2 separate regions of the Gossypium hirsutum genome follow, and region 1 is linked to region 2. Evidence: chromatin contacts called from public Hi-C data. All regions are on one chromosome and are shown on one strand. Each heading gives the region's core, a stretch centred on a gene start, on an enhancer-like site or on the middle of the called end of the contact. The rest is flanking DNA. Distances are from core to core; before and after follow the strand shown. Region 1 holds the start of LOC107924370 (auxin-induced protein AUX28). Region 2 holds the start of LOC107897854 (histone acetyltransferase GCN5).

Evidence for each region. A called contact is a pair of places that touch in the nucleus more often than the background predicts.
Region 1: a contact with region 2 is called in a Hi-C map of leaf, with 4 times the contacts expected there. The contact joins the promoter of LOC107924370 here to the promoter of LOC107897854 in region 2. A contact is called at or near these places in 10 of 34 Hi-C or Micro-C datasets (callus, hypocotyl and leaf).

Annotation. Positions count from the first base shown.
Region 1 is chrA11:14,863,817-14,869,229 of Gossypium_hirsutum_v2.1, forward strand. It overlaps LOC107924370 (auxin-induced protein AUX28), which reads left to right and starts at 2,380. Exons shown (of 5, transcript XM_016854778.2): 1 at 2,380-3,592; 2 at 4,347-4,564; 3 at 4,660-4,798; 4 at 4,995-5,056; 5 at 5,209-5,413. The coding sequence starts at 3,342. The coding sequence ends at 5,246.
Region 2 is chrA11:14,712,901-14,719,113 of Gossypium_hirsutum_v2.1, forward strand. It overlaps LOC107897854 (histone acetyltransferase GCN5), which reads right to left and starts at 1,929. Exons shown (of 13, transcript XM_016823439.2): 1 at 1,067-1,929; 2 at 882-946; 3 at 587-667; 4 at 213-284. The coding sequence starts at 1,669.

The DNA.
Region 1 (5,413 bases), core at 1,130-3,629, 150 kb after region 2:
ACCTTCAGTTTTGTTTCAAATTAGTCTCGAATTGCTTCAGAGCTATTTTTAGGGCCGCGAAGGCTTGATTTAGGGACAAAATGCTTATGATTGATATGTTTTGAATGTCATTTATTTATTTTAATGTTATATTGATAGATGTTTCCCAATTGTATAGTAATACTCCGTAACCTTAATCCGACGATGGAGACGAGATAGGGGTGTTACATAAACTTTGATCTAATGTGTAATTTTTTGTACAGTGTTACACATAAAATGTTGATTTGATCCAGTTCTCACAAATTACTAACATAATTATTGATATAACATAATTATGCATTTTATGTTTATATTTTAAATAAGCAAAAGAAAGATTTTTTTAATTTTAAATTAAAAACATAATTTTTAAAAATAAAGATTAGATCTAACTATTAAAATTATCATTAAAAACAATAAAAATCAAATAAAAAACACTTATAGCATATATAGCCTATGTACCTTGTTATATTATATATATGATGTATTAAACTATACACATATATATCATTAAAATATATAAAATCATTAATTAAAGATAAAAAATAGATATATTTATTAAGGTATATTAAAGAAGTATAAAAATTGAGGATAAAAATTATTGATTAAGGTATATATGATTAAAATATATATTAAATTACTTATTAATGATAAAAATTAGGATAAATTATTAATTAAAGATAAAAAAATTTATAAGATGATAATTAAAAAAGTATTTTGGAGCACAAAGAATTAACCTAGAATTTAAAGTTTGTTAAAATGTTGATGTTCCTTGTTTTATATATATATATATGATTTAATATGATATGATATCATATGAAAAGATAAACTTACCATTATAATTAGACTGGTTTGTGGGCTAAGTTAGGTCATGTCATGCAAGGCATGTAAACCAGTTTTTCAAGCTTGAGTCTAACCTAAAATATGGACTAAAAATTTTATATAATTATTATTGGTGTTGGTGTTTAGTTAATTCGTAGCATTCGTTTGGTCAAGAATTTTATAGTAAAAGTAGATCATATCATACCCGGTATGTGAGTGAATTTTTTTTTTTTTGAAAACAAATATATTTACCATTTTATGTTTAAAATTGAAAGAATATAGTCTTGGAGTAATGGTTGAGGTATAGTTTAAACCTTAATAATTTATTTGTAAGTAGATTATTTTTAAGATTTTATATAAATTATTAAAATACATAAATATTCTTTTAATAATATTCATTTCAAAGAAAAGTAATATTCAATTTAATAAAAAAAACAGTATAGATGGATATAGAACCCATCAAGGATATTAAATAATTGTAGGATTGTGGTAAGGTTTAAAGAAAAAAAGGTAGATAAAATGTTGCAGATCTTTTCACCAATAGGGATTGGAGTGGTTGGACAGAAGCATTGCCACAAATTTCAGCATTCAATCTTTATGGGGACCTTAATTGTGCTGCTCCCCATAACTTGGATTTATAAACAAGAACGAAAACGACCATTCATGAATAATATTAGTGAATCAATTTTATAACTTAATCTTAAACATGAGTTTAGGGCTTACTCCAAGGACCCGACCGCGTGCAGTCAATTTTTTATGCTTACGTTCGTACGTACAAAATAAAATATTTATTTCATGCCTCTTATTACTTTAAGAAATAAAAGAGTTAAAAAGTAAATAGATTTGAATGTGTAGAAAATAAGGGAATGAAAGGAATATGATAACATGCAACAAGAATCTTGCATGTATTGATATTGTTACCATTTTCAGCTGTTTTGGGTTTGTTTCTAACTCCACCCTCTATATTCATTTCATTTGACCTATAAAATTTTTCATTTTTATAAATCTCAGTGAGCATATAATATAACCACCGCCCAATATGGAATAAAAGATTGAATCATGATGAAATGGAGACTATCATTGGGTTATATTATAGTTTAAAAAAGAATGAGAAATGCCAAAATTTCACACATTAATTCTTAATTACCGTCCTTCAACATTCTTTTTAATTTGGACTCCAACTAATTAGGTTAAAATGTTTAGGGATTTCATAAGGGTTCTCGTACGTTCTCAACTCAACAAGGGTTGAGTGGGAAAAATAATTACATAAGTTATAGAGGAAAACAGGGAAGTGGGGATACCCTGCACCGGCGCACATGGGATCGGGTTAGAGACATAGGCGACACATAACACAAGCATAAGCAAACAACTTCACATGGCCACTTTGTGGGTCCCTTTTACATTTCCCTCTCCACTGAATCTAATCACATGCTTTTTCTCACACTCGGGTCCCACTTTTCCAACCAATCACTGAGGATAATATTTATTTGAAAGTTCACTCCTAGTGTATATATATGTAACACTTGTGTGAAATATAAAAAAATTGGGTGTGTTACTTATTTTTATTTGAAAATTTTCCTATGACATTCAATTTTCAACACACTGGAAAAATCAATCTAAACTTAGAAAAATTAATATCTGTTTTGATGTTTGTGTTTTTACATTGAATTCAAACACTAGTTATTGTTTGAAAAAGAATGCTACTTTAGTTCAAATTACTGATTAAAATTTCTTAATAAAAATTGAGATACATTAAGAATAGAGATGGAAATGAAACGGGCATAAAATAGTTGACGTGCATGCCATTGCCATATATAGTAAGAATCCAGTTGATAGTAGGCTGTCAAATTATTAATTGCGGGTGTTTGTTTTTGCCTTTTCCAAGGCAGTCTAAATTAAAGCACGCACGAGTCTGCCTAACAAAACCTTTCATGCCCATGTTTCTATTCAACACATTTTTTTAAGTTTTGATTGCTACGGCAGTGTTCTCTGTATCTGTAGGATCTCATATTCGTGTTGCTATTTCTATATGCAAGACTCCATTTCAATATGATTCCTTTTTTCTCATAAATATTACAAATTAGGGAACTAATTAGTTAGTTTAAGAGAATATATATATATATAAGGATATGAAACAACCATTTGATTTTACTTAGTGAAATTTTGTATGCTATGAGCTAACGGAACAGCAAGTGAGGAGAATCCAGGTGAGAGGCATTGACACGTGTGATATGGGAGTTGGGTTTAGGAAAAAGTAGAAACCGACAATCCACCGCTCCGTATATTAATACACACTGGAAAGGCCCGACACTCTCCTCTTCCGCCATCGTCGCTCTTAGCCTCTTACTCTTTTACTTTACTCCTTGTAATACTCGATCTCTACAATATAACCCCCCCCCCAACCTTTTTTTTTCTTTAATTCAAAGCCACAAAGCCAACTCAAAACCCACAAAAGCCAAAGCCTAGGTACACACAAACTACAAAAAGAAATTGAGAAAGAAGGTATGGAAGTAGGGGTGAAGATGGGGATGAAAGGAGAAGGAGATGAAGTGGGAGGTAAGGAGAAGGAGAAAATGGGGTATGAAGAGACAGAGCTGAGGCTAGGGTTGCCTGGTGATGGTGAGGTTGTAAGGAAGAGAGACTTCTCCCACACTGTTGATTTGAAGCTTAACCTAATTTCCACCTCTCCAACTGATGACAAGGACAAAAATATTGTCCCTTCTCACCTTGATCCTGCTAAGCCTCCACCTGCCAAGTATGTTCTTCCTTTTTCTGTAAATGAAATAGTATTGTTTGGCTTTTGCTTTGTAGTTTGTATTTGCTGGGAAATATAGTTATAGGATGATTAGGGTTATTACATGATTACATAGAGAGAAACAAAAGAGTATTTTCCCCCACACTAACTTTTTTAGTTAGTTATGTGTATAGTTTCATTGTGAAGTTAGACATTTTAAATTTTCATTTTGAAATGATGAGGTGTGGTGGAGTACATAAAAGGATAAAAACAAGGAGGACCGCATTAAAGTTATTATTATCTATTGAGTTCTCATGGAATATTATGTATTTAATAGAAATATGGAATTACACTAACAGTACATTCAACTTTTGCTCAGCAAAACAACTCTTCATTTCTAGCTAGCTTCTATTTCTTGCAAACTATTTAGAGTTGAATGCTGAAAGCATGCAGATCCATATTAAACCTCCAATCTTATAATTTATATACAAATGATATATATATAACAAACACTGAGGATTACACCTCCATCTAATATTATTGATAATATATACATATATAAACTCAAAACCAAAGTTTAATTTCATTCAAAATATACACGTAGAGAAGGTGACCAATGTATTAAGGTTTATCTTAATTTTTCATTAATTACTCATCACAGAAATAAAATTTACCCTCACTATTTTCCTAGCCCCAATTTTGAAACTGAATAGTGAATATAAACAGTTTAATTAATTAAAAATCATGTATATTTAATATATATTATTATATATAGGGCTCAAGTTGTGGGATGGCCACCAGTCCGGTCATTCCGAAAGAACATGTTAGCGACCCAAAAGAGCAGCGGCAGCGAGGACAGTGGTGAGAAGGCCGCCTTTGTGAAGGTTAGCATGGACGGCGCACCCTATCTCCGGAAAGTGGACCTGAGGATGTACAAAACTTACCAACAACTCTCCGATGCTCTTGCTAAAATGTTCAGTTCTTTCACTATTGGTACTTATATCATTTTCTATCAAGATTAACCTTGTTTTTTTCATGTATATATGCTTTGTATTAATTAATTGTTGTTGGTTTACGTAAATATGAAGGAAATTGTGGAAGCCAAGGGTTATTGAAGGATTTCATGAATGAGAGTAAGCTAATGGATCTGCTTAATGGCTCTGATTATGTTCCAACCTATGAAGACAAAGATGGTGATTGGATGCTTGTTGGTGATGTCCCTTGGGAGTATGCTTCTTTCTACCTAATCATCTCTTCAACCACTCTTACTGCTTTGCTTTTACTTAATTTTCAATCATTTTTCCCCAATCAAAAAAACTCTTTTAATGACCGTATGTAATTCACAAAAAATAGATGTTACAGACAATCTTTCATCATTGCCTTTTAAAATCTATTTAACATTACTTTTTTCCCTTTGAATCAGGATGTTTATTGAATCATGTAAAAGGCTGCGCATCATGAAAGGAACCGAAGCAATTGGGCTAGGTTAGTATTTTCTTGAGCACTTCATAGAGATAGAAGAAACTATTGTAGTTAAAATAAACACCCTTCTCCTAGTTTGGTGTATTTGTTATATAATAAAGAACCTTCCCCAGTTAATTGAGTTATAACCAAATGGATATGTATATTGATTTCAGCACCAAGAGCTATGGAGAAATGCAAGAATAGAAGCTGAAGGTGATAGCTGGTAATAAGGCCGCCAAAATTACTATGATGAAAGCAAAGCCAGCAGCAGATGGATATTGAGCAGGTTGACTTTGTTACTATTATATTATTATTGTTATATGAGAGTGATTTGGTGTTAAACTTAAAAGAAGTATTTGTTATGGACAAAAACAATAA
Region 2 (6,213 bases), core at 679-3,178:
TGAGATGAACAGGCAGACTGTGATAATGTCATCACTCATTCCCTTAAGAATCTCAAATTTTAATTATAATACAGGAGTAGAACTCAATATTAGGGAAGGCACACTAGAACAAAATTTACCAAAGAAGAAGAAATGAGCCAAAATAGGAAAATACACTGAATAGGGAACTGAAAATTGATTCACTCACAATAACATAAGACCAGGAATCTTACTTGACATATGGACGATATGTGATGCCACCAACAACCTGATTACGTCTGATAACCATCACAGATTTATGGCTTCTACAAAATCCAAAGTAAGAAGAACTGAGACCTTAAAATGCACAAAAGCTGATGATTTCATTACCAAGCAAATTTGAAGGTCATTTCATTAAAGAAGAACAATAAGCCAGCTAGAAGCAGCAGGAGGATTAATCAAGATATTCAAGAATCAAAATTGGGCTTATGTCATGTGTTCAAAAATGTCAACCAGCAACTCATATATTAAGATGACTGAATGTTTGACCCAAACCAATAAAGAAATCCATAATAAAACGAGGTCTTTCATCTTAAAGTGTGTGCTTCTAAAGTGTCTATCTTGATACCTGTCCATAACAAGGCGAACAATATACTCTTTAGGCATGTTGGGTAGTTGTCTTCCAAATATGTTCTTCAACCCAATCAACCTGAGTATCAAAAAATATATATATAGCTTAATTTTCCATCACCAGTTCACAAAGTTAGTATGGTGAGTTGCAAGAAATCCAAAACCAAAACACCCTACCCCATAGTCATAAATGGCTACTAATAACTAAAGAAACCATGCATTATCGAAGATTTTACAACATCATCCAGAGAAAAAAACGTAACATGAATGCTTAAAAGAGAGAATTTAGATACCAAACCATATGCTCATCAACACCGTCGTTTGAATAGCAAACAAACTTAAGCCTTCCCGCTTCCTCCTGAAATTGATTTTTTGTTTTTAATATATACATCGTAATTCAAGAGAAAAAACAACCTATTGGGGCAAAGAAATTGCGTTCAGGTTTTATCATCACAACTCAAAACGTTGGATACTTTACCTCTCTTTTCAAGCTCTCTTCTCTAGCACTATAAGCTCCACTAGTCTGTATATTCTCAGTAAATATCTTAACGTCTTCCTTGGTTGAAATCCCAGCTATTGAGCTCCCACCTGCTGCGGCAGCACCCGTGGGCCCAACTGGTGCTGAACCAGGGGCTGCACCGTCTTTCCCTCCATCGGCACTCTCTAGCTTGACAGTGGAATTCTCAGTCTTGAGCTTCGTGTTCCGACCCGAACCAGAGCCGCCCCCGCCAGACTCTAGGCGAGCAGTCGTGAAAGTGCGGATGGAGGAATCGTTTTCGTGGTCGAAGTCGTCCTCGTCGTCGTCTACGACGGCGTCCTCTGAGTCGTCAGCATCAGAATCGGAGTCGGCGCCCCGCGCAGAAATACTCTCGAGGTCGTCATTGGATGTCAAAGCGCCGTCGCGAGTGTCGGCGGAGAAGGATGACGGAGGGAACGAGGAAGGAGGCGCGTGGTCCTCGGACGCGGCTGCGGCGAGTTTGCGCTTGTGGAGGGAGGAAGTAGCAGAGGCTGAGGCAGAGTGAGATGGGGATGGGGTCTGGGAGCTACGAGAGCGGTTCGGCGCGGTTAAGTGCGAATCCATCTATGGAAACTCGAACTGAGTCAACTCGATCCAATTAGGGTACCTTTTGAAGGGTAACGCTAGGTTTTGCAGAGGGAAGAGAAGAAAAAAGAAGCTCAATTGAATGTTATTCTCAGATACACTAACTTGCCGGTATCGAAGTCTACATTTCGCGGAGGCGGTGTCGGTTCTCCCCCTTTCCTGGGTTTGGAATTCGTCAATAGGGTTTTGTTACAGTTGGCCAAAACGTTGGGGTCAATAATTATCTATGAAAATTAAATTAAGGACTAAATTCCTAATTTGTAAAGAGTATAAGGACTTGTGGTAGATTTTAACCAATGAATAAAAATGTTTGGTTTGTAAGGGTTTTTTTTTTTTTTGGCCAATAATCGAATTGGGTATTAATTCGTTTAATTCTTTTAATCTGATGAAAAATTATTAAAAATTTAAAAAATAAAAAATTCAATTTAAGCAATTTATATCAATTCTCCTCTCTAAATTAATACACTATTACTTACTAATATAATCCTATTCAAAATCCACTATATTTCATTACTGTAAAAGACCAAATATAGAAGTAGATTCCCAACACATACAACCATAGAGAACTATAAATAAAATAAAATCCTTAATAGACAACAATTGAACAATAATGGTAACTTTGTTTTAATTACCCACTACCTGAAAATTAAATCATAATTAATACGAATAATTTAAATATTCAGATTTAATTTTCAATACAATATAATTATTTAATATTTTTATTTGATTTGATATGATTATTGATTTAACATTCATAGATTACATACGCAAATAATTATATTTATAAATAAAATATAAATTTTTTTATTAGTACAAAAGAACCGAATAATTAAAATTTTATTCATACAATGAACTTGAGATCGAAATTTCTATTATAAAATGATATCAAATCAAAGTTCATATCAGATCAAAGTTTACATGTAAATTTAAAATTTATCTCTAATTCTTATATATAAATTAAAACCCAAAACCTAAATATATTATATTATCCTAATCAACCTAAACATAAAAGTTATCATTTAAAAATGAAAGAAAAAAAATGATAAACTTAGAATTTTCATTAATGTCAAAAATATTTAAAGCAACTTAAAATTTAATAGTACAAAATAAGATAATCAACCCAAATAGCTTGCTAGGTTGGAAAGATATAAAGAAACTCAATAAAATTTCGAAAGAAATTAAAAGGAGATATTCGATCTTGATGGAGATCCGCTTCTGAGTTGATTCCGATGGTGTTCTTCGAGTGTTTTCTTCGATATTCTCTGATGGCTCCCTTATGTCTTCTTCTATTTGGTATTTATGGAGTTTAGAATGCTAGAAAGCCTAAAAATTGTATTTTTTCGCATATTTGGGAAGCAGGGTGTGAAATCGATACGGGTTGGCACATGGGCGTTTGTTCAGCCATGTAGAAATGCCCAAGCCGTGTGGCTCCCGAAAACAGCTTTATTTGTCCAATTTTGGCTCATTTTTTGCTCCTTTCGCTCCTAAATGCTCTCCTAAGTATAGAAACATGAATTTAAAGGATTAGGAGCATCAAATTCACTAATTTGCATAATTAATCATCCAAAAATACATTAAGAATAAGATTAAAATATGTTACTTCTATATCTTATCACTTATAGATAACCCCTTTGGTATAGCTTAATTGGTTGTATCTTTTCTTATCTTTCACCAAAAAAAAAAATCATCAATCCAAACATTAAAATGAAAATAAAACATTTAAAACCAATAAACCCATGAACCAAATCATTCCAAAATGCTCTTTTGGCATCAAGATCTTACCTTTAATGTTGCTTTTAACATCCATAATTTCACTTATTTTCAAACGAAAATCTCTTAACAATTATTTTTGCTATACTATACACTAAACCAAATCAAAGATCATTAAAAGATTAGAAATTGGTGATAAACATGTATTATATTTATTATAAATATAGCATGATAGCTAAAATGCTGATAATTATGAAACAACTTTTATTTAGTAAAATAATACAAAAAAATTATAACTAGTTAAAATTATTTAAAGTAATTAATTTCAAATGGCACATGCATTTGAGATTCTTTGCCAGAGTGGTAAGCGAGAAATTATTTTATGAACCATTTCCACTACATCATTCATGGTCCCACTTAATTAAAAAAAACACACACACACACACCATCTTTGATTTGAAAGCTTAGTCCAAATGTACATATGATATGGAAAAAAAGAAGAAGAGATAATATGTATTCTTTTAATTGGCCAGGACTATGGATAATGTGATAGAAAGAGTCCATAAAATAATTTCTCATGGTAAACACATTAATTTATAACTATACTTCCAAAAAAGACTAGTGAGACTTAAAATGGCAGTTTTAAAACATTTGAAATGTAACTTTCATGAAATTGGGCAGGACCATGAATGATGTGGTGGAAATAGTCCATAAAATAATTTCTCATAGTAAACACATTAATTTACAACTATACTTCTAAAAAAGACTGGTGAGACTTAAAATGGCAGTTTTAAAACATTCGAAATATAACTTCCATTAAAGTTTTTAGTTACAAATAGTGAGTGTGCCACTGATAAAACTTAGATGGTACATTTTGCAGTAAATGAAATAAAGGATTTTCATTCAAATTCAACACTTGACTTTATCCAAGTGCCAGGTAGCTTGCCCGACTCGATAGCCTCAATGATTGAATTTGTACAGAAATTTTTTTATTTTGAAACGGCTTAGTCCAACTCGAATTCAATTTAAATAGTAAAAAATATTTCAAATTTAAATTTGATTACAAAATATATATAATATCAATTAAAAATATATAGTTTTTAATATTTCATTTTTTTAACAGTGAAATGAGCTTTTTAGGCGGGTTAGGCTAGGCCGAAAACGGGCCTAGGCATGGAAATTTTTTCAAAACATGACATCGGTCTGACTCATGGACAGTTTTGGTCGTAAACGATTCATAATTAAATTCATAGTTAATAAGTTGAGAGACTTGTTGTTAATCAATGGGCAATAATGGTATTGGAATAATGCGGTTTAAGGAACATAATGAAGCTTTTATGATAAAATTTGGCTTTAGCATTCTAACAAAATGAGCTTTTTTGGTTCATTTGTGGAACAAATATAAAATGAGAGAGAGACGTCTAGACAAGATCAATAAAAAAATTGCTTTTATACAGAAATCACGTTCTAAAATTAGCGAACTTTGATGGACAACATCTCTTGTATTGTGAGGAATGGTGGAAAAATGTATGCTAATCTCACAAAAATCATGGTCTTTGATGTCAAACTTGCAAATCTCAAACTTCAAGATAATACTTCAATTTAAGGAAACAACCTAAAATTTTTAATTTCTGAAAAATAACTTTATCATGCTTGATTCTCTCATGTCTTAAAGTTTAAATCAACCAATGCACTAATATCTACAAATTAATTCAAGACACATCAATAAAAATCCTAAATCGATAAAAAATTATTCTAATGGAAGTATGAGAAAATCACTTAAACACAAGACATAATTCAAGGATTTTCTAATAATTATATAAATAACCTCCCCACACTTATGATGTACATTGTACTCAATGTATAAACAGATATAATCACAGTATAAGCAGAATATCATAAGAGAGGGAGAAAACTGAAATTGCTCTGAATATTGGATGAAATCGCCAGAATGGTGAAAAGCGAAATTGTAGGCAAATTTAAATGTAGTGCATGATTTCCGAGCAAACTAATAAGAAAATAAACACAAATAGTGAAGAAAATTAAAATGTTACAACTCAATTAGAAACAACCATAAAAATGAAAATATGGTTCAAAATATTAGAAATAAAATAAGTCTAAAAAAATAAAAATAAAACAACTAAGAATAAAAATAAACATAAACATAAACATAAAATAAAAAGAAAACAAATAAAATTAATTATCATCATCGTCAGAGGCATCGATATCGTGAATCGCTAGTGCTGAAAAGGATATATGGAGGTGTTGACAGATTTGCTGCAATGTCGCGTCAATACTGTCGAACCTCTGAAAGCAGTGTAGCTCGAAGCGAGTGAACTGCTCAGAGAGGTCCTCTAAAGTAGCAGCAGAAGAAGTAGTATGCTGACTCGAAGATGGATGATGAGGTGGATCCTCGTGATGGAAGGGGACATCATCAGTGAAGTCCTCCAGCTCATATTGAAGATCAGAATGAGATAATCGGTACTGAGAAAGATCCACTCCACGAAGTCTCTCAATCATCCTTATATGGCTTATGCTCGATAATCCCTACGGGGACATCTGGCCTACTAGTGTAAGTGAAGAGGACTACTCTGGTGTGTCGAGGATATCGAGGTGATGTAACACCCCTAACCTACATCTATCGCCGAAAAAGGGTTACAGAGCATTACCAGAGTTTATAGATCAAATAAATAAACATATTGTCCCTTATACGAGCCTTCGAGGCCCAAAATATGCATTAAAAACAAGCCGGGACTAAATCGGGTACTCAAAATATATTAAAATTTTTCAAAGCTGTAGGGATCACACGGCCG